Regions from separate parts of the Mus musculus genome. Here regions 2, 3 and 4 are each linked to region 1. A link is a contact called in public promoter capture Hi-C data. All regions are on one chromosome and are shown on one strand. The core of a region is the stretch at or near the end of the contact, and the rest is flanking DNA. Distances in the headings are between cores, read along the strand shown. Region 1 holds the start of 9930104L06Rik (RIKEN cDNA 9930104L06 gene). Region 2 holds the start of Smim12 (small integral membrane protein 12). Region 3 holds the start of Tmem35b (transmembrane protein 35B). Region 4 holds the start of Sfpq (splicing factor proline/glutamine rich (polypyrimidine tract binding protein associated)).

What was found. Promoter capture Hi-C pulls out the DNA fragments that hold promoters and counts their contacts. Capture Hi-C pulls out chosen DNA fragments and counts their contacts.
Region 2: a promoter capture Hi-C map of liver shows a contact between it and region 1, with 4 times the contacts expected there. The contact joins the promoter of Smim12 here to the promoter of 9930104L06Rik in region 1. A contact is called at or near these places in 3 of 39 promoter capture datasets (liver and pre-B cells), 1 of 484 Hi-C or Micro-C datasets (B cells) and 1 of 9 other capture datasets (liver).
Region 3: a contact with region 1 is called in a promoter capture Hi-C map of pre-B cells, with 4 times the contacts expected there. The contact joins the promoter of Tmem35b here to the promoter of 9930104L06Rik in region 1. A contact is called at or near these places in 5 of 39 promoter capture datasets (the 3T3-L1 cell line, cranial neural crest, liver and 1 more).
Region 4: a promoter capture Hi-C map of pre-B cells shows a contact between it and region 1, with 2.6 times the contacts expected there. The contact joins the promoter of Sfpq here to the promoter of 9930104L06Rik in region 1. A contact is called at or near these places in 3 of 39 promoter capture datasets (cranial neural crest, liver and pre-B cells).

Annotation. Positions count from the first base shown.
Region 1 is chr4:124,935,545-124,938,988 of GRCm38.p6, reverse strand. 9930104L06Rik (RIKEN cDNA 9930104L06 gene) reads right to left here and starts at 1,941. Exons shown (of 5, transcript NM_177573.3): 1 at 1,656-1,941; 2 at 272-549. The coding sequence starts at 546. It overlaps Cdca8 (cell division cycle associated 8), which reads left to right and starts at 2,072. Exons shown (of 10, transcript NM_026560.4): 1 at 2,072-2,400; 2 at 2,506-2,634. The coding sequence starts at 2,307.
Region 2 is chr4:127,242,082-127,245,525 of GRCm38.p6, reverse strand. Smim12 (small integral membrane protein 12) reads right to left here and starts at 1,742. Exons shown (of 2, transcript NM_030252.2): 1 at 1,628-1,742.
Region 3 is chr4:127,124,443-127,127,886 of GRCm38.p6, reverse strand. It overlaps Tmem35b (transmembrane protein 35B), which reads right to left and starts at 1,844. Exons shown (of 3, transcript NM_001099319.2): 1 at 1,694-1,844; 2 at 1-68. The coding sequence starts at 1,798.
Region 4 is chr4:127,019,440-127,022,883 of GRCm38.p6, reverse strand. It overlaps Sfpq (splicing factor proline/glutamine rich (polypyrimidine tract binding protein associated)), which reads right to left and starts at 1,583. Exons shown (of 10, transcript NM_023603.3): 1 at 664-1,583; 2 at 1-68. The coding sequence starts at 1,467.

The sequences.
Region 1 (3,444 bases), core at 692-3,191:
CTTGAACTCAGAGATCTGCTTGTATATGCCTCCTTAGTGCTGAGATTAAACACCTGGCCTGATTTGGGTTGTTTTGTTTTGTTTTAAAGACATGCATGGTCTTACAATGTAGTCCAGGCTGGCCTCGAACTCACAGACATTCAACTTAGCTCCAGCATGATTACTCCTGACTTGCTTTTGTCGATTTCTGTAGGACCCCCTGACTGAGGCTGGGATGCCATGCGGCATTAAGATCTGTCCATCAACAAAGGGGGACAACAGAGCCTCTTACAGCCGCTCAGCTAGCTTGTCCAGAACAACGTCACCAGCCTCCAGCTGCTTGCGCCTCAACCGCTCCTGTAAGTCTGGAAAGGGACGCAGGGCTGGCACATCCTCAAAGCGCAGACTCTGTGCGGCTTGCAGCTGCTCAGCCAGGTTACTGAGAGAGGACAGGAGGGGCGAGCAGTCCTGCAGGGTGCTCTGCCACAGGTTCTGCTGTTCCTCCACCACAGGGAAGCACTTCCTCAGGGCCTCCTGCACAACCAGCAGAGGCTGGTCATGAGCCATTTTCTGGGAAAAAATAAACAAAACAAAAGGGAGTCAGGGTACCAGAAGGGAGGGCCTGCATCAAGGCTGCGTCATTTCCGACCTCAGGAGAAGACCAGCTGTTGGTCTTCAAATAGTCCCAAGGCAATAATGAAAGGTAGGGAGACTTTGGGGGACACAAACAAGAACTCCTAGTCCTGGAAGTGGGCTGACACCTTCAGCCAACAATGAAGGAAGAATTCCTGCAAGTACACTTACCAACTGTGAACAGCCTTTCTTCCTTCCTGCTGTAAATCTTCCATGTTCTAGAAATCTCACCAGGAATCCCATTTACAGAGAAAGGACACACACTACCCCATTTACATCTGTAGGATTTAATACCATCAAAGAATCTTGAAAGCCACCTCACTTACTTCTCTTATCAAACAACTTCTTGTTTGAAGGGAGTCACAAGGGTTTTTAGAAACCCTTTTGAGATGTAAACTGAAAGCCACCAAAATAAGTAATTGTGGCTAATGTAACATGACTTTAATTCCAGCCCTCTGGAAGCAGAGCCGGGTTTTGGGTTTGAGGCCAGCCTGGTCTCAAGAAACTGGGGGAAAAGAAAGAAAATCAACTGCTGATCTCCCTAGAGAATCTCATACCCACGTGGCTATGTCTAACTTTCTGAGATTCTCTGAGGAGCATGCAAGTGTCTTTTATGCCTAGGTGCCTGCCTCTCTCTCTTAATTCTTGTGCTTATGCCTGTATTTAAAACAGCCATAGGCTGGGAGTTGTCGAATGCATCTTTAATCCTAGCACTGGAAAGACAGAAACAAGCAGATCTCTGTGAGTTCGAGGCCAAACTAGTATACACAGAGACTTCCAAGATAGCCAGCGTTATATGGTGAGGCCCCGTAGCAAATATGTTCATGTAACTCTGCTTCATAAATCAGCTAGTGCTGAGTTCTTTTCAGCGTCAGGGCCATCAACTGAGCTCAGCTAGTGCTGAGTTCTTTTCAGCGTCAGGGCCATCAACTGAGCTCAAGTCCTTAAAAGGCTAGGGCAACTCCCCACGCTGCAGAGTGGAGCTGTGTCTCTGTCTTGTAACCGCGGACACTCAAGAATATTGATTCTGGCGGTCCTCTTACCTTCTCTCTGCAGGAAGACCGTTGCTTCGGGTCTTCCGAAGGGGTTTCTTCACGACAGGGCAATCTGCTTTAGACTGCGAGTCTCTGGGGTCTGTCTGTTCCGGGACCTGTGCTTCTGGAGTCAGTCTTGTCGCCTCTCTTTAAGATTTCCAGCCCTAAATCAACAGGAAAACGTAAATCCTGCGATGTCAACGCTGAGTACATCAAAAACTACACCGCGCTTATTCACAAGAACGAACTCACCACTCTACTTCCAGTTAGCACGACTCTGGAGTCGCGAAAAGATGGCGTGTGCCGCAATGACATCTGGGCATTGAAGTCCTCCATGAGGATTGGCTGGCGGAAGGAGAAGAAGCTTTATTGTGATTGGGCGTGGTGAGAACCGTCCTAAGACGGCGATTTGCTATTGGCTAGGCTGTGCCCGTTGAGTTTGAATTGGGTGGCGGTTAACCGAGGAGCCGCCCGTCCCTTAGTTGGAGCTGTGAGGGTTCCTCAGACTGTGTTTTGGGACCTGCAGGTAGGTTTCGGCAGAGTTCTGGAAACCTAGACTCCAACGACTGAACTTTCTCAGCTCTCCGACCGCTCACACCCTCTCCCCGTCTCAGTCGCGGAGCCGGCTGCTTGGCCCCTCGCTCGACGCAGCCAGGCGCCATGGCTCCCAAGAAACGCAGCAGCCGCGGAACCAGGACCAACACGCTGCGGAGCCGGAAGCTCGCCTCCTTCCTGAAGGACTTCGACCGCGAGGGTAAGGGGTGGATTCGCGTGATCGTGGGTTTTGGGTGGGTTGGGACGCGGATGCGACGGCTTCGCACACCTGACGCGGGATCCGTCCGCTTTCACCTCTTTGCAGTGCAAGTTCGAACCAAGCAAATTGAGTCCGACAGACAGACCCTCCTCAAGGAGGTGGAAAATCTGTACAACATCGAGATCCTTCGGCTCCCCAAGGCGCTGCAAGGGATGAAGTGGCTTGACTACTTCGGTAAGAGCTGCTAGCGTTTTCCCCGTGACCAACGAGTGCTTATCTTGAAAGCTTATTGTAGGGACTCATTCAGATGTCCCCTTCTTAATAAGGTCTAAAATAACCACCGGTAGGAAATTGCCATCTGTCATAACTTATAAAAGAATGGTGGGCCCATAGGAAAGAAGTAGGCATGAATTACCCTTCAGATGAGCGCTATTAGGACAGTGCATCTCACCTTCACGTTTGAATGGGAGAGCTTTAGAAGAGATATACCAGAAATAGAATGATGGAGGCCTGAAGGAAGAGGGGCGAGGCCGAGATCTCAAATCTATAGTACAAAGTGAGCTGATAATTGAAGGTTTTTCAGGGGTTGGGGGAGGCTGTTCCGCACTGACATGACCTAACCTATGCTAGCCTACCTGCCAATAGGCAGGGATGCAGTCGCTCAGTAGGACAGTAAGAGTTGTCCTGCAGCTTAACAGCGGAGGGAGAGGACTGTAAGAGCAGGACGCATCATGTCTTCTCAGCATCTCTGTATCCAGGGGGAGTGTTTTGGGAGAACACATCCATCTTTTGGGGAGACCCTACTGCTCAGCCCCACTGGAAACTGCCTGCCATCCAGCCAGGCCAGTGGTAGGCAAACCACTGTCCTTAGCAGGCCAGGTAACAAACAGTCTTGAGTTCTGGAACTGCATTTCTGTTACAGTTCCAAAAGAGCCGTGATGAGTTTGATTTCTGGGCAAACTGAAATGTCAATTTCACATAATTTTCACACATCCGGGAAATACTTGTACAAACTCAGCCTTCTAAAATGAATGAATAAATTAA
Region 2 (3,444 bases), core at 493-2,992, 2.3 Mb before region 1:
AGGAACGAGGAGCCCAGATTCTTGTCCAAGGCCATAGTGGCTCAAAGACACTGTGTCAGCTTGCCAAAATCATACAAGTGGCAGGCCCGCTGGTCTGAGGCCAAGCCTGGGCTTTTTTTCTAGCAGAAAGAACACTCTGCAGATGTATGCATGGTGTCCGTTCACACCCTAGATGTGTGGAGGGCCTCCTACAGCTCCCCATTAGCTTGGCTTTTCATTACACTGAAAGTCTTCCTTCCTTCTGAGCTCTGAAGTTATATCATGAGATCCGAGAAACCTTACAATGTACACATTAACAAAGAGGGGAAGCTCCAAAGAACCCCAAACTCAATCCTCCATTCTATTTTTAACTCAGTACTTCGTTCTATTTTCTGTTTTAAGTTTTGGGGTTTGTTTGGTCAGCTGGTTTTGGTTTTTTGAGATAGGGTTTCCCTGTGTAGCCCTGCCATTCAGATTCCTTCTGTAGACCAGGCTGGCCTCAAACTCAGAGACTGGACTGGCCTGCCTCTGCCTCCTTAGTGCCAAGATTAAAGACATGTGCCACCACCGTTGGGCTTGTTTTTATTTTTAAGACAGGTTCTCATGGCACCCAGCCTGGCCTCAAACCCTCAAAGTAGCTAAGGATAACTTTGATCTGCCGACGCTCCTGTTTCCAGTGCCAAGTGCTTGTGATCACAGGTCCACACCAAGTGCAAGTCCTTTATACAATTCCTGGGTAGAGACTCTCAATTTTCCAATTTGTCTTAGGGCGGGCATATCAAGCACCAGTCTATGAGTATTACTCTTGTACATAGAAAGCCCAAGTTCTATGTGCTCTTGTCCGAATTCCAGTCATCCATGTATACAACACAACCTTCTCTTCGGTAAGCTATGTGGGCCTACCCTACCTGTCTACAGCTCTCAAAACACCCTGGAGCTCCACAAGGTTAAGAACTAAGGATGTCCGGATCGTCCTATGCTCTGTGCCTCTTCCCACCCTTGCTATCCTCCCTAGCAAAGAGCTAAAAAAGTTTGTTGGTCGAATGAATGACAGGCAGCATAAACATGTTGCTTTGTTTATGGAAGACTACAGCAGCCTTCCACCCGCACTCACAAAGGGGTATAGGGATATGATCATAAGCAGCTAGACTTCATGAAGTCATCCCGAAGGTATCAAAATGTAAGTAGCACAAGTGTTTCCCAAATACTGCAACGCCTATTTCCAGCCCGACACGCAGGGGCGCCAGCCAAAGGCTCCAGGTACAGGTCAACCGGGCCGCCAGGAAACCTGTCCCAGTGCCTGAGCCCACCGGAAGCTCTCCAAATGAGAGCAGTCGTAGGAGGTCCGAGAAGGTGAAACCATCAGCCTTGACAGCCAGCCAAGTTGGGATGGGAGCGCCAGTGAGGTTCGGGTCATCAGCTCCTGTTCCCTGTCCAGTCACGCCACACGCGTGGCTTCGTCACCCTTCGGCCTGCAGGGGCCTGAGGCGGACGAGATCTGACCACAGTCCACACTCGGCCACCAAAAGCTGGCCGAGGCCGAGCGGGTCACGGAAACCATCGCTCCCTCAACTAGGAGGAGCCGTTCCCGTGGGACTGGGGGCCAGCGATCCTGGGAAGCGAAGTGCCCTCAGCCCTGGGAACTCACCTGCGGTCCAGCCCGCACACCCCGGACAGGTCCCGCGCTGCGCCCGCTAGCCGGGAGCAACAGGGACGCCGAGGTTCCCAGTGGCCCGCGGGGCGCGCCCGAGGCCCCGCCCACTGGCATCTCTCGGAGAGCAGCGATTGGCTGAGCTCCAGCCAGCTACAGAAGAAAGGAAGCCAGGCACCCGACCCTGCGTTGGACTAAACGCAGAATAGTATAGCGCCCCCTGACGGCTCGGAGGCTCCCCTGTGACGTTGCCACATGCTTGTGAAGAAGAAAAAAGAATAGTCAGCTTTCATTGATCCAAATGAAGTTCATTAGGTGTCTTCCGAGACTTACCTAGGTCGGATATTACTGAAACCGAAAACCCAACCCCTGACCTCCAGAAGCTCCCGTAGCAGAGAATAACCTAGTACTTTCAATCTTCTTGGGATCTGTGCTTTCAGGCTGTGTGTCCTTGGGAACATCATTAATTAATCTGAGCCTCAATTCTTCTGCATAGCGTTAAAACCTTCCATTTCAGCAGGGATGTTGCAAGGGTTAGATAACATCTTGTTTGTAAAATACTGTGCCAGGCACACATCTCGCAGGGAACTAGATTGTAGCGTTAGTGAGTCTACAAATTGCTGAAAGTACCAAGACCCTCTGATCGCAAGTACTCACTCTCCTTCCTCCATGTTTCCCCTGTCCCTGAGCGGAATTATACTTATCACATATAAGAAAAAGCCTCACACCCCAAGCTCTCTAATGGACTACCATAGTCCTGCCTTCTCAACCTGCCCACACTGCTCTCAACCTGACCAGTCTCCTTCCCACTAATAGCATGCTAAAAATCAACGTTTGAAGCCTGTGTGTCCATGTTCTTTCATCTACCTGGAGTGCTCTACCCAGCTTCCCTTAAGTCTACCCAGCTTCCCTTAAGTTAGCAGTGAGCCATTTCTCAAGGTCACGGGTACTCTCACAGGAAGCGTCTTCAAGACTGTACTGTCAAGTTAGAGATTCTTCCTCTTTTAGATCAAAGAGCCCAAAGCTAAGCCTGACAGCGAAGATGGGGAGGAAGAAGCTGCCAGAAATTAGCAACCGTGATTATCAGACCTTGATTACTTGTGCATTGAATCTGTGGGAAGAGATCAGAACAGTCTAGAACACAGGCTGGCATTTAGCCATTCTACAAGCTAGACATTGGCGATACAAATGGGGACTGCCCTCCGTAGTTTCCTGGATGGAGAAGAAACAGGAAGACCCACACAGTGTCATAACAGAGGACACTGTCCGTCCATACAAGAAGAATGAGTGGAGGTTCCCTGGAAGGACAGATCCCTAAGCTGGATCTTAATAGTGACTAGAAGTTCCCTCCAGCAGACCTGGGTAAGCACAGAATCCCCAGCTAAAGTGGAAATGACAGCATTGAGAAGTCCTGAGGCGCAAGACCAGCCTTGGCTCTACACCAAGATCCTATATCAATTAAAGGAGTCAGTTAGCACTTCCAGATCACACAGAACTACAAGCTGAGACCCTGTCTAAAAATAAAGTAAAATACCAAACACTGGAATTAGTTGTTTAATTAATTCAAATCTTGACTCTGTGGCCTGCTAATCTGAGAAAATATATTTATAACCTTTTAAAAATGATTTTAATTATGTGTGTGTAAGGGGGGGGTGCAATGAATGTAGGCACCCATGGAAGTCAGAAGAGGGCGTCAGACACACAGGAGTTTATGAGCTGTCAGACATGGATGCTGAGAACCAAGCTAGGCTCATCTGCAGAGTGGTGTGTTCCTTAACCACAGTACCATCTTATAGACCTATTTGTATTTAAAA
Region 3 (3,444 bases), core at 595-3,094, 2.2 Mb before region 1:
ATAGGGTCTGGCTGGTAGCCGAACACCTTCAATGGAAACACCTCAGCAAACTGCTCGAACAAGGCTCTCTACGAGTGGTAGGGAACGCCTGTCAGTACTACTTATCAGAAAATGCAGTGCCTGAAGGCACCACCGAGACCTCCTCTGCCTATAACCGGCTCCCTTAACAAAACTGCTACAAGTAGTTTAAGAGCCCGGTAAGGAGGGGCTGACCTTGACCTATAGGGCTGGCTTTTGGAATTAGGAACAGACGTGCCCGTGTGAAAAAGGGCTTCAGGTGTAGTCGGTTTTATGTCCTAACCAGACCTCTCCATAGATGATAACCCAGCTCAAATCCCAGAAGAAGGGAGCAGGGCTTGGCTTTCCCATCTAGGGCCAGGGCCTAGGAAGGGCTACAGATTCTCTTTGTGCCAGGTCTAGTTTCTCTTCTCTCTGAATATCTGCAGGTGGGATGGATAGACTCCTTAGAGAATGACTGACACTTTCCATCTTCTATGCAGGTCCTGATTCTACTGTGGCAGACACAAGGAACAGCTGAGGGGGTGTAACACACCCTACTCAGACCCTTCCCTGGGCCTGCTCCACCCTCAGGACTGTTTCCTGTGGTCCAACAGCAGCCCTGCCTGTCCTACTCTGGCTTCCAAGGAGGGAGCTCCATACTGTCACCTACAGAGCTGCTCCAGAACCCCACAGCTGAATTGAAAGGGGGAAAAAAAGCACGGATTTTAAATTTACACTTTTATGCTGGGCTACAGTGACAGCTATCCTGGAGTGTATGTGGTCCAAGGGCCGCACATGAGACACACCTGCAGAGAGTTTAAGCTGTTTGGCTTTTACCATATCTATCCTAAAGAACCCACCATCTTAGGGAAGAAGAAAGAAGAAAAGAGGAGGAGGAGGGGAGGAGAGGAGGGGAAGAAGAAAGAGGAAAGGAAGAAGAAAAAAGGAGGAAGGGAGGAGAGGAGGAGGAGGAAAAGGAGAAGAAAATCGTAGTAGTACCCAGGCTTGGGAGGTGGCAACAGGGGTCTTCCACAGAGCCTGGCTTCTCTGAGGGTCTGGAAACTGCTGGTAGACCCTCTCGGGATAAGGAACTACAGTCAGTGACTTCTATGCTTCTGTCCCAGGCTGCGTGGGACACTGAGGAGTCTAGTTAGATTGGTCTACTTTGAGCCTTGCTTGAATAGCTGTGTAATGTTTTGGTAAATTACATTTTACCATCATGACTAGTTTCAAGCTTAAAAAAGATTTCTAAGGTAGGTAAGCCGTTAATCCCAGTAGTCTGGAGGTTGGGGTAGGTGGATCTCTGCAAGTTCGAGGCCAGCCACTACACTGAGTGAGCTCCGGGCCAGCCAGCCAGAGGGACACATTCAGAAGACCAGCTCAAACAAACAAACAAAAACCAAATAAAGTAAAATTCTGCCTCCCCAACCTGGAACAATGGGTTGGTGGATGTGGGGTGGAGAGGGGTGCTAGGTCACTTTTTCACTTTGTCTTCCTGGACCTCCTGAGTCCCATCACTTCTCCAACTCTAAATCGGCCTGGGGACAACATGCTCAGCCAGCAGTTAAGTCCCGTGCCCTCCCACCTGGAGAAGGTGTAGAAAATAGGAGGAAAGGCCCAGGCGGCCTCGAGCCCGAAGGCATGAAGCCCCCGGGAACCGAGCACACACTGTCCTTCCCCGGGTGCCGCTCACCATCTGTTGTGACACGGGGGCCGAGACCTGAAAGAGCTTGGCAGCCCCGGTGAGCGCGAAGAAGACGCCAAGCAGAACCCGCAACACGCCTACCCTGAACGACATAGCAGCGCCCGCCTTCCTGGACGACTCTTCCTCCCTACCGGAAGACTACAGTCGGTCCGGCCCGCCCACCCGGTTACGCCCAACTTTCAGCCCCGCCCACTGATGGCCACCTCCGCTAAGACCCGCCCACTGAGGCCTTTCCTTACAGGCTGTACTCATTGTGGAGGGTGCGGAGTATCGGGTGTGTGTCCACGCGATCTGGCCTTCAAACCCACCCGTGCTAGAGGAATCTGACACCACCCAACTCCCTGAGTGTCTCTGGGTCTGCAGCTGTATGGAAGTTGCACAATGGCCTTCAGAAAGTTACTAGAAAATCAGTGAACCCTACAATTAATGAGCAATAAAGCAGTAACTGTAAGTTTTTCTGGTCCACCTATGCCTAAAATACCTGCCCCTCCCATTGCTCAACCAAAAGAAAAATGAGAAAGATATTTAAAGAATCCCTTACTTGGTTGCACTGGCAAACAGAGGACCAATTTTTTCCGGTTGTCGAGTTTTTTAACACACACCCATAAGGAAAATAATAACATTCTAGAAATGATTAAGCAATGTTCAAGGAATTTTCACAACAATTGAAAATTATATAAAACTAACACCTCGGGGTACAAGGGTGAAAGTGTTGACCTGCATCCATTTGTATACCATCTATGGCTGAGCCACTGAATACTATCTGACCTTTCATGAAAGCTGGCTACTGCCACGCATGATGTGCCTGTAATTCCCCAACTAGTGAGGATAAGGCCTGAGGACTGCCCAGAGTTGAATGAACTTCACAGCAAGAACTAGGCTAGTGAGGACTATATCGCAAAGGCCAGTCTCAAAATAAAATAAAATAAAATAATTCCCAAGCCCTGGTCTATGGGTCCAAAAGAAGCCCTATGGTCTCAAACCCTCCCACTGTTCATGCTTACTGGCCACGTACTTGGATCTGCTTCCATCTACATAACTCTCGGAGGGCTGGCGATATGGCTGGTGACTAAAACTGCTCATGTTTTTAAAGTGCACATGCCTACTTGGTCATGCAGGAAGGTACTGGTTGCTGGCCTAACTTAACTCTGTTTTGTCACTTTTTTTCCCCTGAGTCACTTTCTCCTGTGATAGATAACCTTGGAAAGACAAAACTCACCCAAAAGCATAATGACAGTGAAGAAGCAAAGCCAGCTCCAAGCAGCAGCGAGTCTGGCAGAGCAGACCAGGCCTTAAATGGGGCAAATGCCACAGTGATGAGGCTAAAACCAAACTGCTCCCTAAAGTGGGAACCATTTGCAAAACTAGAACTGAAAGAACCATCAATCAGACGACTGTCCTTACCAAGAAGTCCGACTGTCAGGCGCCCAACCCTCCACTGTTCCCTTTTCCTGTGATATTTCAGAGTCCCAGTTAGTCCTTCAAACTAAGGTGGCATTGTGTCCCAGCAGTCAGGAAGCAGAGGTAGTCAGATCTCTGAGTTCTAAGCTAGCCTGGTTGACATGAGTTCCAGGATAGCTAGGGCTATACAGAGAGGCCCTGTCTCAAACAAAACAAAACAAAAACTGCTGAGGTGGGTGGGGTCAATGAATCACAATTTGTTCTTCCCAGCCCAGTCTTGCTCTGCCCTTCACTGCTCACCTCTAACTGGTGTACTGGGACAAGTGGGTTGGCCTGGT
Region 4 (3,444 bases), core at 334-2,833, 2.1 Mb before region 1:
AACCGACAGCGCTGTGTGTAAGTTTTTTCTCCAGGCCTCCGCAAGAGAGACAAGTTGGCTTTAAATCCCTAATAAAGAAATCGGACGGAATTCATACACCAAAGCAGGAAAAGTCTAGTGGTCCCAAAGTAGGCCATCGTGCATTCGTTAACGATCTCCCTTTTTTCCCATGAGGGCTAGCAGGTTGAACCATATTTGGGGATCCAACAGGATCACTAACTCTAATCCATATGAAGCAGAGTATACAAAATGCTTTGAAACACATCGCCTCTTTATCAGCAAACGCCAATCAATACACCTCTGACGTCAACAAATAGCTCTAAATGCAGACTAGGAAGACAGCACCAAGTTGCCCTGTTTTCTCCCAAACAGAGGCCTCCGACGTGCACTAGTTGGGTCCCAAGGGACCGGACCGCTAGCCTCTAGCGGATTACCGCCAAGACGTGAGGATGCCCTCCCGCTGGAAGCCAATCCCTAGCGGCCTCCACAGCCCGCCGCGCGTCCGCCCCGCCTGCGCAAGCATGCGCAGGAGCGCTTCCGGCAGGGGACAAAATGGAGGCCCTCTAGGCTGCGGGCGGGGGGGAAGAGGAAAAAAAAACGCCGAGGGTAGGCAGGCGCCGCCATCTTAGGGAAACGGACGGCTTTGCTCGAGAACCCGCTCACCTCCGAGTCGGAGATCTTCTCCTCCGTGCGCGGTCCCGGTCCGCCGGGAGGGGGCCCCTGGTGGTGCTGCTGGTGGTAGGGCGCATGATGCTGCCGGCCCCCACGGGGCTCGCCGCCACCTCGGTGTGGTGGCTTCGGGTGGCCACCAGGAGCGCCCATGCCCGGGCCACCTCCAGGCTTAGGCCCACCGGGCATCTTGCCGCCTTTTGGACCGCCAGGGCCTGGCCCCGGCTTAGGCCCCGGCCCGGCGCCCCCGGCGGGCGGTGGCGGAGGGCCGCCGGTCTGTGGAGGGGTGGTCGAGACTCCGCTGCTCGGCGTCGATGGGGGAGGCGGTCCGGGGGCGGTGGAGGGGACGGCGGGCGGCGGAGTCGGGGTTGGACCAGGGCCCGGAGGGGCGCCGGTGGTCGGGGGGTTGGCGGGCGGAGCCGAGACCGCCGGCGGAGGCGCACTGCTCACCCCCGGCGCCGAGCCGGGGCCTTGGGGGACGACGGGCTTGGATTCCTGCGGCGGAGGCGGGGGCTGTTGATGGGGCGGCTGGTGCGGCGGCGGCTGCTGGTGCGGCGGCGGCTGCTGCGGCGGAGGCTGCTGCGGCGGCGGCTGCTGCTGCTGCTGGTGAGGAGGTGGAGGCGGGAGCGGCGGCTTCGGGCCGCCAGGGCCCGGGCCCATGGGGCCGCGGTTCTGGTTGAGGCCCATGCCCGGCGGCGGAGAGCGGAAGTCGTGAAGGCCGCCGCGGCCGCCACCTCCTCCACGCCGGTGAAAGCCTCCACCGCCGCCACCGCGACTCCGGAACCGATCCCGAGACATAGCTGTAGTCAAGGGGCGGTCGAGGCAGAAGCGGAGAAGTCGCTCAGGGAACGTGGTTGCCACCTTGCTGAGCACAAAATGGCGGACGACACAAGCTGCGCGCCGCCTTTGTCCTCTTCTTAAATAGGACAGTTCGGCCTGGCCCGCCTTCCCTAGATTGACAGCTCGGACAGCCAATAGCAAGTACAGTACTTGATGATGAAACCTAAGTTTTTCCAATTGGCTCCCTAGTGAGAGGCGGGAGGTAGGGAGGGCTGGGATTTCCATTTGACCAATAAACGGATAAGAAAGTGTCTATACGCCTTTGTGATTTGTTGGAAGAAATTTGAATGGGCATGCCCTGCAACTTTCGCGTGAAATTAAATATCCAGGGCCCTATCAGCTCCTGATAGCGCTGAAAGGCTATTTTCTTTCCTCTTATGAGTAGTCCGCTATTCTTGGCTAACATCTTCGCTGGGTTCAAGGTTATAAATTGAACTTGTGCTGTCTCTTATTCCTACGCCAATGAAGTTAGAGTCAATTTCACAGAGTTTAATCTCAACGGTTTTACTTTTATTGAAACCCTATCAAAGGCTAGCAGATTGGCAAACACGTGAGCCCAAAATTTGGGAGGAGGAGGCACTAGTAATCAGGACTGCAAGTTTATCTTTACATTATCAATTACATTGAGTTCAAAACCAGCTTGGGCTACATGAAACGTAATAAAATAAAAATAATAAAATAAAATAGAAGCCCCGGTTGTTTTGGCATATGCCTTTAATCCTAGCACTCTGGAAGCAGAAAGGACTCCAAGTTCAAAGCCAGCCTGGGCTGCATAGTAAATTCCAGGACAGCCAGGACTGCACAAAGAAACCCTGCCTCCAAAAAAATTAATGAATAAATAAAAGTAAAGATTTAAGAAAAAGGAAGCCGGGTGTGAGTTCCAGGACAGCCAGGGCTATACAGAGAAACCCTGTCTTGAAAAACCAAAAAAAAAAAAAAAAAAAAAAAAAAAAGGGAAAAAAAAAAACATTATTTCATAGCAACACGTTTGTTGTAATACTATAAAATTTGCCATTAGGTTTGAGTGAATGCAGTCTTTGTCCAAGAGGGAAAAGTATGGAGAGAGCTGAGGACACAGCCTTTGGGGTTCTGGCTTGTGTGACATGCAGAAGACTCACTTTATTCTCCAGCAGAAGGGTAAATGAGGTAGATGTGACTCCATGTGTGTGTACAGTAACAATTTACAAGCACAAATCATGGGAGAGGAAATTGTTTTTGATTTTGTTCAAGACGGGGTTACTCTGCATAGCCCTGGCTGTCCTAGAACTACTTCTGTAGACCAGACTGGCCTCAAACTCAGCCCTCCACCTGCCTCTGCCTCCCAGGTGCTGGGACTAAAAGCATGCATCCACCAGGTCAGCCGAGATTTCCTTTTTATTCCCTCCCTTTAAAGCTTCATGAACATTGGGTTTTAACCGGGATGGGGCTGGTGCATGCCTTTGATCCCATCAGGCATGTGGTAGAAGCAGTCATATCTCTTGAGTTCTAGGCCAGCCTGGTCTACACAGTGAGTTTCAGGCCAGCAAGAAAGATACATAGTGAAACACTGTTGAAAAAAAAAAATGTTTATGCATGGCTGAGGCCATAACTCAGTCATAAAGGGCTTGAGGCCCTAGATTCAACTCTCAGCCCACAACACTAATGTTTTGTTGTTGTTTTCTTTTGTTTTATGATATTTAGGTATCAATAAGTACTGGTATGAAAACAAGCAGCTGGCAGCATCTCTTTTCCTTCAGATTTCCCAACCCCAATAGTGTTGAGCCAGGAGGATGGTTGGTTCATCACATACAGGTCCGGCTACCAGCTTGACAGTTTGAGTTCAGTCACTCAGACCCACAAGGTGAAAGGAGAGAACCAACTCCTGAAAACTAAGTTGACCTTGGGGTCCACACATGTCCACAGATGCATGTGCCCACAAACTACAACCCCCATTCT